2 separate regions of the Mus musculus genome follow, and region 1 is linked to region 2. Evidence: chromatin contacts called from public Hi-C data. All regions are on one chromosome and are shown on one strand. The core of a region is the stretch at or near the end of the contact, and the rest is flanking DNA. Distances in the headings are between cores, read along the strand shown.

The links. Hi-C and Micro-C count contacts between places; a contact is called where the count stands out from the background.
Region 1: a Hi-C map of liver shows a contact between it and region 2, with 1.6 times the contacts expected there. The contact joins two enhancer-like sites.

The regions. Positions count from the first base shown.
Region 1 is chr8:115,273,443-115,279,946 of GRCm38.p6, forward strand. All of the region lies in intron 8 of Wwox (WW domain-containing oxidoreductase), which reads left to right. Among named protein-coding and RNA genes, the nearest start is that of Gm39257, 320 kb to the left of the region's middle. Within about 2 kb of position 2,164, at least 51 of the 459 cell types and tissues checked have an H3K27ac peak or open chromatin away from gene starts, as enhancers often do. A contact at or near this core is called in liver, where this site is marked.
Region 2 is chr8:114,533,534-114,539,598 of GRCm38.p6, forward strand. All of the region lies in intron 5 of Wwox (WW domain-containing oxidoreductase), which reads left to right. Among named protein-coding and RNA genes, the nearest start is that of Gm16116, 60 kb to the right of the region's middle. Within about 2 kb of position 2,233, at least 6 of the 459 cell types and tissues checked have an H3K27ac peak or open chromatin away from gene starts, as enhancers often do. A contact at or near this core is called in liver, where this site is marked.

The DNA.
Region 1 (6,504 bases), core at 914-3,413, 740 kb after region 2:
CTTTTCAGTTAAAGGATCGCAAATGGAGGATGGAAGCATTCTGATGATCTGGTCGAATTATTTATTTATTTTTATTTCTCTGAGTACCTGGGGTCAGTAGATGATGTTTGCTTTTGAGAATTGAATTTTCCCAAGGAAAAGTTGGTGTTCCCGTGAGGAGAGGACAGTAAGATAAGAAAAGGTAGAACTGGCCTTAGAAAAATGTCTGTGGCTCTAAGGATGGTGTCTGTACAAGTTTGTTTATATTGTCAATCTGACGTATCCCAGGAAGGGGGAACCTCAACTAGATAATTGCCCAGATCAGATTGTCCTCTGGCTATATCTATAGGAGACTGTCTTGATTGATATCAGAGGGCCCAGCCCGTATTGGGTGGCGCCATCCCTAGGCAGGCGTTCCCAGGCTGTGTACAAAAACAATCTGAGGGAGACAGAGAACTGGCCAGCCTATAAGCCGTATTTCTCTGCAGTTTATCCTTCAGTTCCTGTTTGAGTTCCTTCCTGGACTTCCCTCGGTGATGGGCTGGGATCTGGAAGAGCATGCTTAAATACTCTTTTCCCTCCCTCGTTGGTTTTAGTCATGCTCTTTACCATAACAATATACGGAAGCTGGGGAAGTCTTTCACTTGGTCTGGCCCATACCTAGAAGCCTCTTCATAAACTGTTTGAAAGCAAGTTGTAATGTCTCCAAGGGGGACTTTTGCACTGCTGATTCATTCAGTGCCAGCATTGATTCAAAACCTGGCGGCTGACCACAGTTCCAGCCAAGCCTGGCAAAACTCACGCACCATGGGGCCTGATAAAGCGGTTTTGGATTTGTGTGTTTTCTTACAGTGCCTTGCATCTCAGCGCTGTTGGAAGTACTAAGCTTCTTACCTGTTTTCTTTCTTTTTCTTTTAAAAAGATCTCATCTGTAGTCCCAAGAAACTGACAAAGTGCACCAGTCTTGCCCAGGAATACAGAACTCAGACATTATACCTAAAAGTAGGTTTAGGGATATGTCCCTAAAATGCAGTCCATTCAGTCTGACAGATGAGCCGGGTGGCCAACAGAATCTTGAAACTTCTGTGTTCTTTGGTCGGTGACACACAGGATGCTGCTGTTCTTAGAACTGAGTTCATTTCTACAGGGGGTACTAATGGCAGTCCCAGCTCAGCATCCCCTAAACCAACATCCCCCAGACCAGCATCCATCAGCCCTTATATTTTTTGCCCTCTTGGTAGTGATGAGTGCTTAGCTAGTCTTTTGTGTGCCCTCCAGCATGGCACCTTCTGGAATTCACCAGACTCTTGCTCTCTGGGAAATCAGCAGAAAACGATGCCAATTCTTGATTCCTCTTGAACTTCACGCAGATCTCTCCCCTCTGTGCCTGTATGAAGACAGCAAGTAGCCTGCAGCCTGCTAACTGCCACATTCGTGATTAAGACACACCACACACGTCTTCATGTATAGGCGTAGAGGCCAGCCTGCTTCAGAGAACACCGTGTGCCTGCTCATCTTGCCTGCACCTCTTATCTAGGAAACTTAAGCTTTCAGGATGAGTGATATGGAGAACATGACATCTACTTGTGTCATTAGATGGATGTCAATACTTTTGACCGAGGGGACAGGTTGCAACACACCAGTCTGAAAATGAACAGACTCATAGTTATCCAGAAACACTTCTTGTTACTCAAATGGTTTCCACATAGGAGGTCTCTGTGGCCTTTTCTTTCAATGTCCCTACTAGGAAGGGTGCTTGGGTCCTGGGTTTGAAATAGAGCTGGTTAGATCTCCCACTTTCTACAAGAGAAAATCAAAACCAAACGAATTTTACAAAGCGAACACAGGTCTTTGACCTGCTGGCATAAATCTTTGGTTGGAGGAAACAAGCACTTTCAAAATTCTCATTTTCATCAGAAAGAAGTTTTACCTGATCGTTTGAACTCTAAAAGACTCTAAATTTAAAACATCCCACCTGCTCATCCCACCCCCAACCCCCACCCCTGCACAAACAAACCCCGTTTGTTCTTCTTCCTCAAACCCCGCCCCCTGCTCTCAAGCAGAAAAGCCCGGATCACTCCTTGTCTCCATGTTTCTGAAAAGCCACCCAAAAGTGACCATGGTCACCACCCACCCCACACCCAAGACCAATAAAACTCCCTTGCTTTAGCCTGGGCATGTGACTCCATTGACCTCTACCCATGAATCAGTGAATCCATCTGAGAGCTGCCTCTCAATAAACCCGCCCTCATACTCTTGATGTGGCTTGAATTGGCTCGTTACATTGGGAGAGAAACCTGAAAGTTAACCTTTGCTCCTGAACTGGTGGATTCTGGGAGGGATGGTTGTTATTTTCAGCCGTGCACCCCTTTGTTGAGCCTGCCAGGCTCCAGTGGATAACTCCAAACCCGTGGTCATTGGAGAAGGCCTTGGTTAAAAATCAGCGGTGGCTCAGGAATTGTGCAGAAGAGTTTTGTTAGGAAGAGGGGCCATTGGCAGAGGTGGGAAACAGCTAAGAGGGGGGGGGGGGGGGGAGGAATGAATATCCAGAGTACACTGTATAGACATGTATGGAATTACCCAAACAAAATCAATTAATGGTAAATGTTTTCTGCTGTGCCTGTCTAGACAGAAGGGCAAAAGGGTCTCAGGGCACTTGGGTTGTCTTGAGTGACGGGGAAGAAGTGGCCACATGGCACTGTCCCACTTCCTGAAGAATGGCAAGGATGGGCCACCACTCATTCCACAAATGCGTAGAGTCCTCGAGAGGCCAGGATCTAGACAGGCTCACCACAGCTGAGAGGACAGATCAGCTGCGTCCTGGATCCTCTCACTGCTTCCATTTGGAGGAGGCACAGGAGAAAGGCAAGGAAATCACAGGGTTATAAAATGACTTCTAGAAAGTGATACCTTCCTGTGTCTCTGGGCATGAAACACAGGCTAGAGAGATTTAAAAAAAAAAAAAAGAAGTTGGGTGGAAACGGTTTCAGTGGTATTGCAGAGCTAGTGGTACCAGCAAAAGCCCATTGTGCCATGTCCTGTGGGCAGTGACATCATGGGTGGTAGCCTGAGTTTAGCCACAGGGCTAGTATTGTTACCAGGGAAACTGGCCCCTCCCTGCTGCAGCCGACCTAACACTGAACAGAAAACCAGGAAGAAAGTTGTTTACTGGAAAGAATTTTCATTTTGAGTTTCAATATAAAATCAGAGGCTCTGTGTGTGTGTGTGTGTGTGTGTGTGTGTGTGTGTGTGTGTGTGTGTGTGTTTGTGTGTGTTTGTGTGTGTGTGTATGTGTGTGTCTTCTTTGAATCGGCTTATCATGAACCATTTCTCAAGTTACTATTCATTTTTTTAGTATTTGCTTACTCTTTTAGTTATTCTTACATGTGCATGCTTTTGCACGTATGTGCATGTTTACATGTGTATGCTGCTCTGTGTGTGGATGGTCTTGGAAACCAGCAGAGGGTGTTGGATCCTTTGGAGCTGAAGTCACAGGTGGTTGTGAGCCACCCAGCATGGGTGCTGGGAACCAAACCAAGTCTTTCAAAGGAATGGCAACTGCTCCTCCCAACTGAGCCATCACTCCAGCCCCCACTAGATTATTCCTTTTGTTTTTAAGAAAGGCAAGCCATATCTTACATCCTGTTTCTGTTGTTTGTGTGGGTGTTATTGCTTTTGATGTTTTAGAGACAGGATTTATCCTCTAAGCAGCCCAAGCTAGGTATGGACTTACTTTGTAACCCAGGCTATCCTTGAACTTAATCTACAATACTGGTTCCTAGCTCCACCTTCTGAGTGCTGGAACTATAGGCATGTGCTACCATGCCATGCTTAGTCCTTGCTCCCTCCTTCCTTCCCTCCCTCCCTCCCTCCCTCCCTCCCTCCCTCCCTCCCTCCCTTCCTTCCTTCTTTCCTGCCCTCTCTCTCCCTCCCTCCCTCCCCCTCTGTCTCTGTCTCTGTCTCTCTCCTGTGGGTGTATATGTGTGTCCATGCATCTGTGTCTTACTGTGCAGCCCAAGCCACCTCAAATTTCCAATCCTCCTGCCTCAGCCTCCTGAGTGCTGGCATCGCTCCACTCCTGGCTCTCAAATGGCTATTTTTTTTCCCCACAGCATTTTTAGAAACACAAAGGAGAAGGCTGATTTTTTTTTTTTTAAATCTGGCCTGCTCTTCAACGTTAAGTGCACTGATTCAAGTGGCTGCAGATTTTATGGCTTCTCCCCAGAACAGGAGCTCCCCCTTTCCATTCTCCTCAGGCTCACCCATAAAGCTTTTCTGTTTTTTGGGGGGGGGTGTGTGGGAGGGGGAAAATTCCCAAAAATCTGTCTGGTATATATTACAAAAACTATTACCACCTAACACATTTCACGTATTTAAATTATTTGTTCTATTAAAACGTCAGCACATCTCTTGAATTTTAATCGTGCCTGAGGATCAATCACCGAAACGGCTGCAGGGAAGACTTTACGACTTACCTGAACAGTGGCCTGCTCTGCGGCTTGGCTGTATAGGGACGCTTCCAGTTTAATACGTTTTATTAGCTGGCGAGAACCACCCAAGCAGCTTCTTTTAGAAGTCTTATTCTTGATCCCAGTGAGAATTTACACAGAACCATTAGAAAAAAAATTCTTTCAATGACAATGAAAATTATGATAATAGTAGACCAAGCGAATATTAGCCAATCAGGGTGGAGCATCCTGCTGTGTAGCACACCCAGGCTTCGTGGGGAAAATGCCCTTTGACCTTCACAGCAGTGTTATTGTATCTACACAAAGGCTGTCTTCATAGTACTCAGGAGAAACTGGGGGCAGAGGGACTTCAGTGCCTAGGACCACCTAGCTAGTATTCAGGTCCCTATCTGCTGGAATGAGGTCCCAGCAGCTAGCCCACCATGCAATACCAGCCTATGTCCGTCATGATAGGATCAACTTATTTTGTTCTAAAAGGACAGAATCTTCCCCCTGGTTTTTGCCATTGATCAGCCATGTAGGCTAGGGCAGACTGTTGGCCGTCTTTAATGTTCAGATCTTCCAGAGGGTACTTGGGGTGGGGGTATTAATAGCACCTACTTGGAAAGGTCCTTTGAGGAACCCAGGCATTGTGTTAGCTGCCCTTACTAAGCTGCCCGGTGTTGGTCATCTACACAAGAGACAGACACTGAAAACTCTAGGGAGCAAAGGGCAGGAAGTGCACACCAAACTCTGCTGGCCACCGGGAGCCCATGGGTGCTCAGTCTTTTTCTCCTGTATCTCTGCTTCTTGTTTGCGGCATGACAAAACCGCTGCTGAGTTTTCCAGAGCGTGCAAGCAGACAGGGAATGCTTCTTGGAGAGAAAAGAACGCATCCTTCATTATGTAAAGTTGGTCCATCATGCCTTTCCTAGACTCTTGCGTGCGAGGAGGTATGCACATACATGTGTGTGTTCAGACACTGGTCAGATAAGGATCCTGGGTGTCCTAGCCAATCATTCCACCTCATCCCCTTGAAACAGAGTCTTTCACTGAACCTGGAGCTAGGCTGGCAGCCAGCAAGACCCCACCATGATCCTCCTGCCTCCATATCCCAGGCATTACCAGTACATGCCCTCATGCCAGCCTTTTTACATGGGTTCTGGGGATTTGAACTCAGGTCCTTATGCTTAGACAGCCATTCTCTGAGCCATCTCCCCAGATCCCCTTTCAAAATACACACATACACATACACACACACACACACACACACACACACACACACACACACGTATATGGCACATGAGTGTAGGGGCTATGGGCATATGCTACGACACTCATATGGAGGCCAAAGGATACTTGATAGGGTCAGTTTTCCAATTACACCGAGATTATCAGGGATCAAACTCATCATTAGATTTTTGGCAAATACTTTTACCTACTGAGCTCTGAACCATCGCCCTAGTCATCCTTTTTTTTTTTTTTTTAAGAAAAAAAATCTCATTTATTTGTCTGTAATTGTATGTCATTCCCAAATCTTTTGCCCCATTATCTCTGCTATAACCACACAGCTTTTTTTCTGGCCTATTTTGTTCTCCATTGTCACCTCTGCTGGCTCCTTTCGAGATCTCTCCCTAATGCATTTTCTCTCTCTCTCTCTCTCTCTCTCTCTCTCTCTCTCTCTCTCTCTCTCTCTCCATTTTCCTTTTTCAATTTTTCTTTGGACAGGGTCTCTTATAGCCTAAGCTAGCCTCTGGCTTGATGTGTAGTTAAGGACAACCCTCTACCCCTGATCTACCTGCCTTTGCCTCCTGAGTATTGAGATTATAGGTGTGCACCGTCAAACTCTGTTTATGCAGCACTGGGGAAACCAGGACTTCATACATGTGAGGCAAGCACTCTACCAACTGAACACCAGCCCCACCCCCAGCCCAGCCCAGCCCAGTCCTAGCTCCCCTAGATTCTTATAAAGAATTTATTTACATAATTAAGTTCTCCATATGTCTTTGCCTATAAATGAGACGTTTCTAGATTTTGTTGGAAATTGACATCCACTGTGGGTTGGAACTTGTTGAAG
Region 2 (6,065 bases), core at 983-3,482:
TTATAAGCTTTTCATCTATTACCACGAAGCAATATCTTTACAATGTAAAAGAGAGCTGGCAAAATTCTCAGCCTGGCATCAACAGCCAACGCACTCTGAAGCGACACTCGGTGTGTACGGTTTTGCGCCTGCTTCTGTCTTTAATGTGACATGACTTGAAACTGACGCAGCCCCACGGTGATGGAAGGCCCCTCAGAGCTTGTCCCCCATGATTATGGTTCTCATCTGCACAACTTCATTTTTTCTCTGGCTGAGTCTCAGCCTTGCAAATGACAGCAGCGTTCCTTCTTTTACTTTCTTCCCAACTTGGTTTGGAAACCGTCGTTTGGCTACCAGGCAAATACATCTGCAATACCACAGAGGAACGATGTGTCAGGGACCGTGGAGACTCACCCTAGAACCTCTTTGTACCCTCCCCACTTCTTCTTTTTACTATCATCTCATTTATTAATCTGTTCTTTTGTTTGTGTGTGTGTTTGCATGATGCTTGTGTGTGTGTATGTCTCTGTGTGTATGTGCATGTGTCTCTCTCTGTGTATGTATATGTATGTGTGTATCTCTTTGTATGTGTGTGCGTGTGTGTGCCCATATGCATGTTGGAGAAGCTGTATGGACGTCACAAGGATAGTTTGTGGGACTCAGCTTTCTCCTCCCCCAGACGGGCTATAGGGATTCAGATGCGGTCACTGGACTCTTGATCAGTGCACCATTTTGCTGGCCCCGTTTTCTCCCCTCTCCTTTTGTCCTTTCTATCGACGGTGCTGATGGCTGCGTATGTTAAAAGCTGTTGAGTTGTACATTTTAAGTGGGTGAAGTGAGTGTGAACTACATCTACATAAAGCTGCACTAATTTTAGAAAAAGTGCCTCTTGAATTGTCCTCAGTAGAAAATACTCTGGAGACTCTATTTTGATTAATTCAAAATTAATTTATGATGGGTTCTCCAATGGCATGTGCCGACACGTAGCGTGTTTATACAAGTTTATTTGAGACGGGTGCATAGAGTGTGCTATGGTTTTGCTCAGTATGTTTTTTAGTTGGGGGTTAATTTGGGGAGGGGGCAGTTATATTTGATATCTGTGAATCCTGTGTGCTTTATTATGGAAACATCAATCTAAGCAGAAATTATAGCATTACCTTATTCTGATTGCACACACTGCTATATCGAGTTTTACTGTCCCCCACACAAGTTTTCAAAGTAAACCATGCTTGTTCAGTTGCAGTAATAACCAAACTGAACAACCACTTGTGATAGTTACAGCGTTTGGCCCCAACTCTAGGACAGGAGTTACTGTGATAGACAAGTCCCCCACACCTCTGTAAATTCTTCTGCTCTCTTAGCAGTCTGCCGTTGATCTCCTCCCCCCCCCCCCCCCCCCAGATTGGAACTTGGAAATCAAAGTTTCCTGTTCCGTTTTTACCAGCCCGTTGAACTCAGTAGTCTTACATTGTGGATATTTTAACCTTTGATTATCTGTGGACAATTGAAAATATTAATTTAAAATGAGCTTAGTGTTTTCTTCCATAAGACGTGTAGGGATAAGAAGGCCGCTTATGTGTCCCATAGTATTGAAAAGTTTACAGGTCACCTGACAAGTGCTGAGGCAGCGAATGGGCTGGGACAATAACCAGTTCCATGCTAGAGTGTGAGCGAAGGCGTCTCAGCTGCACGGCAGGGTGGGGGTGATCTTGTCCTCCCCTCCCTTGCTCCTTCCTTCCCTCCCTTCCTTCCATACACCCTGGTAGGTTCTTTTGGGCTCAGCCTAACACCAGGATTGAAACTATCTATTGAGAACCTCGACTTTATTACCTGAAGCTAGAAACCTTTATTGAAAACACTTTTAATTTACTTAATTTTGGCCATCTCATGCCGTGTATGTTTAGACTCCTTAATTTCTTTTTCTCATCTAAATGTACAGCGAGTGTATCTTTGAGCAGGTAAGCCCCGGAACTGGCTTTATTATACATTATACCAGCAAGTTAAGTTTGATTCATTTGAATTTTTAAAATCTCCAGAGCTTTGAGAACGACTTTGGAACATTCTTTACTGTTGGAGCTTAAAGAAAATAAATCTCAAATGTGCTCCTTATTAATTCACCTGCTTGGCAAGCAGAGATGAAAGGGTTTGGCGGGGTTTTCCTATTTTCTCTGATTTCTGTTTGTACTGGAGCAAACTGCCCTTTGCACAGAGTGGCCGAACTTTCATAAAACACAAAGATTTCATTATTGAGATACGAAGAACAAGGGGCAATGTTGTGTTATAAACAGGCCTAGAACCTCCCGTGTAGCTGGTTTGTGTGAGATGTGAGGGACTTGGTAAAGTACTTAATTCGGTGAGCTGTGAATTAAGAGCAGGACCAGGAAACAAAACTTTGTCTCCCTTCAGAAGGTATTTTGAGTGCATGAAGTAAAGAAAAGGGATCAGGTAAAGACGTGAGTTCCTCCACAGAGAGGCAGGAACGGCTTCTCAGTTCCTTTCCAATCTGGGGATCTGGGAACCCACGGCTGCTGATCAGCTTCTCTGGAAATGAGAAGACACAAGGCACAGTGCACACCTTGCAGCCAACTGACGGCTCACCCCAGCTGGTGTTCCTGTGCGACCCCACAGTGGGAAAGTTTGTCATTTGTTTTTGACACATTTCTCTTTGATTTCATACTCTCATTCCTACAGGTCTGGCCTTCCTTCAGGGCCTTCTTGGCGCAGCAGACTCCGTGTATTCAGTTTAGGTAATTTATCACTGCACACCGTGTCTCCTTAATACCTAATCTCTCTCCTTAACACTTTCCCTGTCTTCCAAGCCAGCAGCATAAAGAAGGATTCCAGGGGAGTGGGCCTTAGAGCTTCTGCCAAGAAAAGAAAGGTCAAGGTCCACGAGGTCCCCAAACATCCCACAGATTCACTCCACTGCCCTCCCTTTGCAGGCACGAGTGCAGAACATTGACAATTCACCAAAAGTCACTGCGTGGCTTGGAACAATGGCCCTGTTTTCTCTGCTTGAGGGCTAAGATGGCCACAGGGAAAGAAGCCAGCCAGATCCAAGAGGGCCAAGGGGGCAACACTGTCTCTTCTCTTAGAAAGCTTAAGGGAAGCCAAGAGTTTTGCAGCTCATTACCAACATGAATTTTATTCAGGGCCAGGGGCCCACCTGTGCCTTATTAGAAGTGAGTTTAGCTGTGACAGCATGGGCTGAGAGTGAGGAGGAAGGGAGGGGGCAAGGAAGGGAGGTGGGGGAAAAGCCCCACTAGGTACAACAGAGCTTAGGATAACATGTCTAGAATCTTTCATGTCATATAAAGCATGTGCCGATCACTAGCTGTGAGGAAGGTGGGGAGGAAAGACATGGCGAGTAACAGTCAACTTCTTCGTAAAGAAAGGGTGAAACGACATTTCTCTTCTGCAGACACGTCACTGGCAGTACCTGTTAACTTTAGGCATAGGCCAAGTGTCAACCCTGGAGAGAGACGACCAGTGAACAGCTCCTCCTGCCATTTAATCAGTCCGCTGCATCGTATTTATAGCCCTGGAGAGGTCGGCCCATTGTTACAAGGCGGAATTGTGATGTTCAGCAGTTTATTCCTTGGGAGCTGGAAGCATTTCTCCATGGTGAATTTGTAATATTAATTGGCCATGTCAGCTCATGACAAATGTAGTGACATCTATTTCAAGTATTTCAGTTTTATGGTGCTGAAAAAGTGACACGCGCTTGAGATAAAGTAATCTCACAAAAAGATCTTCACGCTCGCCCGTGTGGTGCTTCTAGAATGCTCTCAGAGGAGCCTCGTGTAGGCTCCGTGTTCCACGGGCCGTCTCCTTCCTTTGCTAAGGCTGAGAGGGTAGCAGGAGAAGGAAGGAGGCACGCGGCCTCTGGAGATTCCGGCTGAGATCTTCTGGAGAGCGAAGGTTGAAGGAGCATTTGTGACACAGTCATTTATCTGACTTGGGACAAGCTGCTTCTGGGTCAGACCTGTCAGGACTAAGACAATAGTGCCTTTCTCACTCACGGGATGCAGTGGTCATTAGCCAGAGTGATCCCGCACCCCTTCCGGACCTAAGGAGTTACATGGCCACATCGGGATTCATTTCAGTTATCACACCTTAGGGAAGAATGGTGTGATTTGCATTCGGTATATTAGGAATGTTGCAGAGCTTTCTGGAGTAAACAGGAGATTTCAGGGCACGGAGATCTGCCTGCTCCAAAAGACAGTGATGCCAAAGCTAAGAGAGCCCGTGCGCATGTAGACTGTGTCCCTGGCGCTTCGAAACCCAAAGCATAGATGAGCAGTGTAACACAGCCTAGGAGGATAAAGGAAGCTAGCAAGCCACCAAGTGAAGGGACTGGAGACATGGAAAGTAGCCAGAGCACCCTGGTGTCCACACAGGAGTCCGGAGACCAGGAGGAAGAGACAGGAAGTTAGAATTCAGTGCGGAGACCTGGTGGTGGGAGTGTGGTGCCTGTGACCAGCTGTGAGGACACATCTGCCAGTGGAGACGAGAAATGGATTTCATTGGCTAGTGTGACTGCAAACTCCAACCCAGCAGTGCAACGACACCGTAACTTACACGGGCAGAGCAAGTCCTCAGACATAACGCTGTTGTCTCCTCCGTACAGCCCAGGATGGAGGCTGCTTCTCTTCTACACTGTGTCTAAATGGGTGAAGCTGATGTCCTGTATCAGCGGAAGGGCAGGGACCAGAAGATCCCCTGCACAATCTCCCTTCTTCCTTAAGAACTGGTCATTTTGAGGTGATCATTTCAACTATCTATTACCGATGCTAGAGATATGTTTGTCCATAAGGTTCTTTAAAAACAAATAACTGACATGCCCCCGAAGAAAGAAAACGGACCCGTTTTGGACTCTGCTCTCTATTCCACTCATCCCACACAGGAAGATGCTCAGTAGCTGCCCAGCATCTGAATGGAGGCATCACTGTCATGATTTAACGACCCCCAGTTGTTGGAGGTGCAGGCTGGACACATGCTTTCCCTCTCGTGTGAAGGGAGCTGTGCAGCAAAAGCTCACAGCAGGCACGATTTGTAGGCCTGCTCACTCCAGGGTAAGATCCTCTGGAGGTCCTGAGGAGACCTGCTCACTCACCGCCCTCTTGAATCAAGGCTGCCGGGCAGCTTCCTTGTGTCTTCCCGAGGAACCAGTCACATTTCCCAATTAAAGCTGTTAAGGGAAAGGTTGGTCGGACTCTTCCCGTGTGCCTCCCTCGCTCTTGGTGAAGCTGAACTCTCTTTGTGGATTCATTGACACATTTTTCTTCTGTAGGTTGCTTTTTTTTTCCTGTCCTGGGTTAGTTTACATTTATGAACAATAAGAACTTTTGCATATTTGGGTACTAACATATTAGTATATTTGCATATTTGGGTATTAAGATAGTAACCTCATAGAATGTATCGCAAATACTTTTCACGGACATTTTTCTTTATCATTTTATGTTCAAATCCAGTGACCAGCCTCAATAGCTGCACTCTCCGCTAGTTGTTTGTTTGAGAACGCTTTCTTTGTGACATCCAGCGCACTTACTTTGGTTGGCCCCCTTCCCTACAGTTAGTCCTCTCTCCGCCCCTTTCCCCTTGTTCCTAACCTTGGTCGCTTCTTCTTGGAATGGCCTCCCCATTTGGTTAGCCCAACCTCCATCCTCCCCACCCCTGCCTTCGGTTAGCCCTCCCCCATCCAACTCCCTTTCAGTTCACCCTCTCCCCCGCTGCCTTTGGTTAGCCCTCCCCCACTTTCAGTTCGCCTTCACCCCCACTTCCTCCCCTTGTTCATAACCTCAGTCACTTCTTCTGGAACAGTCTCGCCTGTGCATTTGTTGTGATTATTAACCCTCTTAGTCGTTCAGATTAACGGGTTTCTTCCTGTCTGTCCATCACTTTGAATTACATCCCATGCTCTGGGTCTCATAATTTGATTAACTTCCGTAGCCTGTGTCAAATAGTAACATATTGTCCCCTTTCTCCACCCATGTCTTCAAAAAAGCAAATGACTGTGCCCCTGCCATCACAGTCCCTGCTAGTTCTGCATGGAAAGAACAGATACACAGTAATAGAAAGAAAAA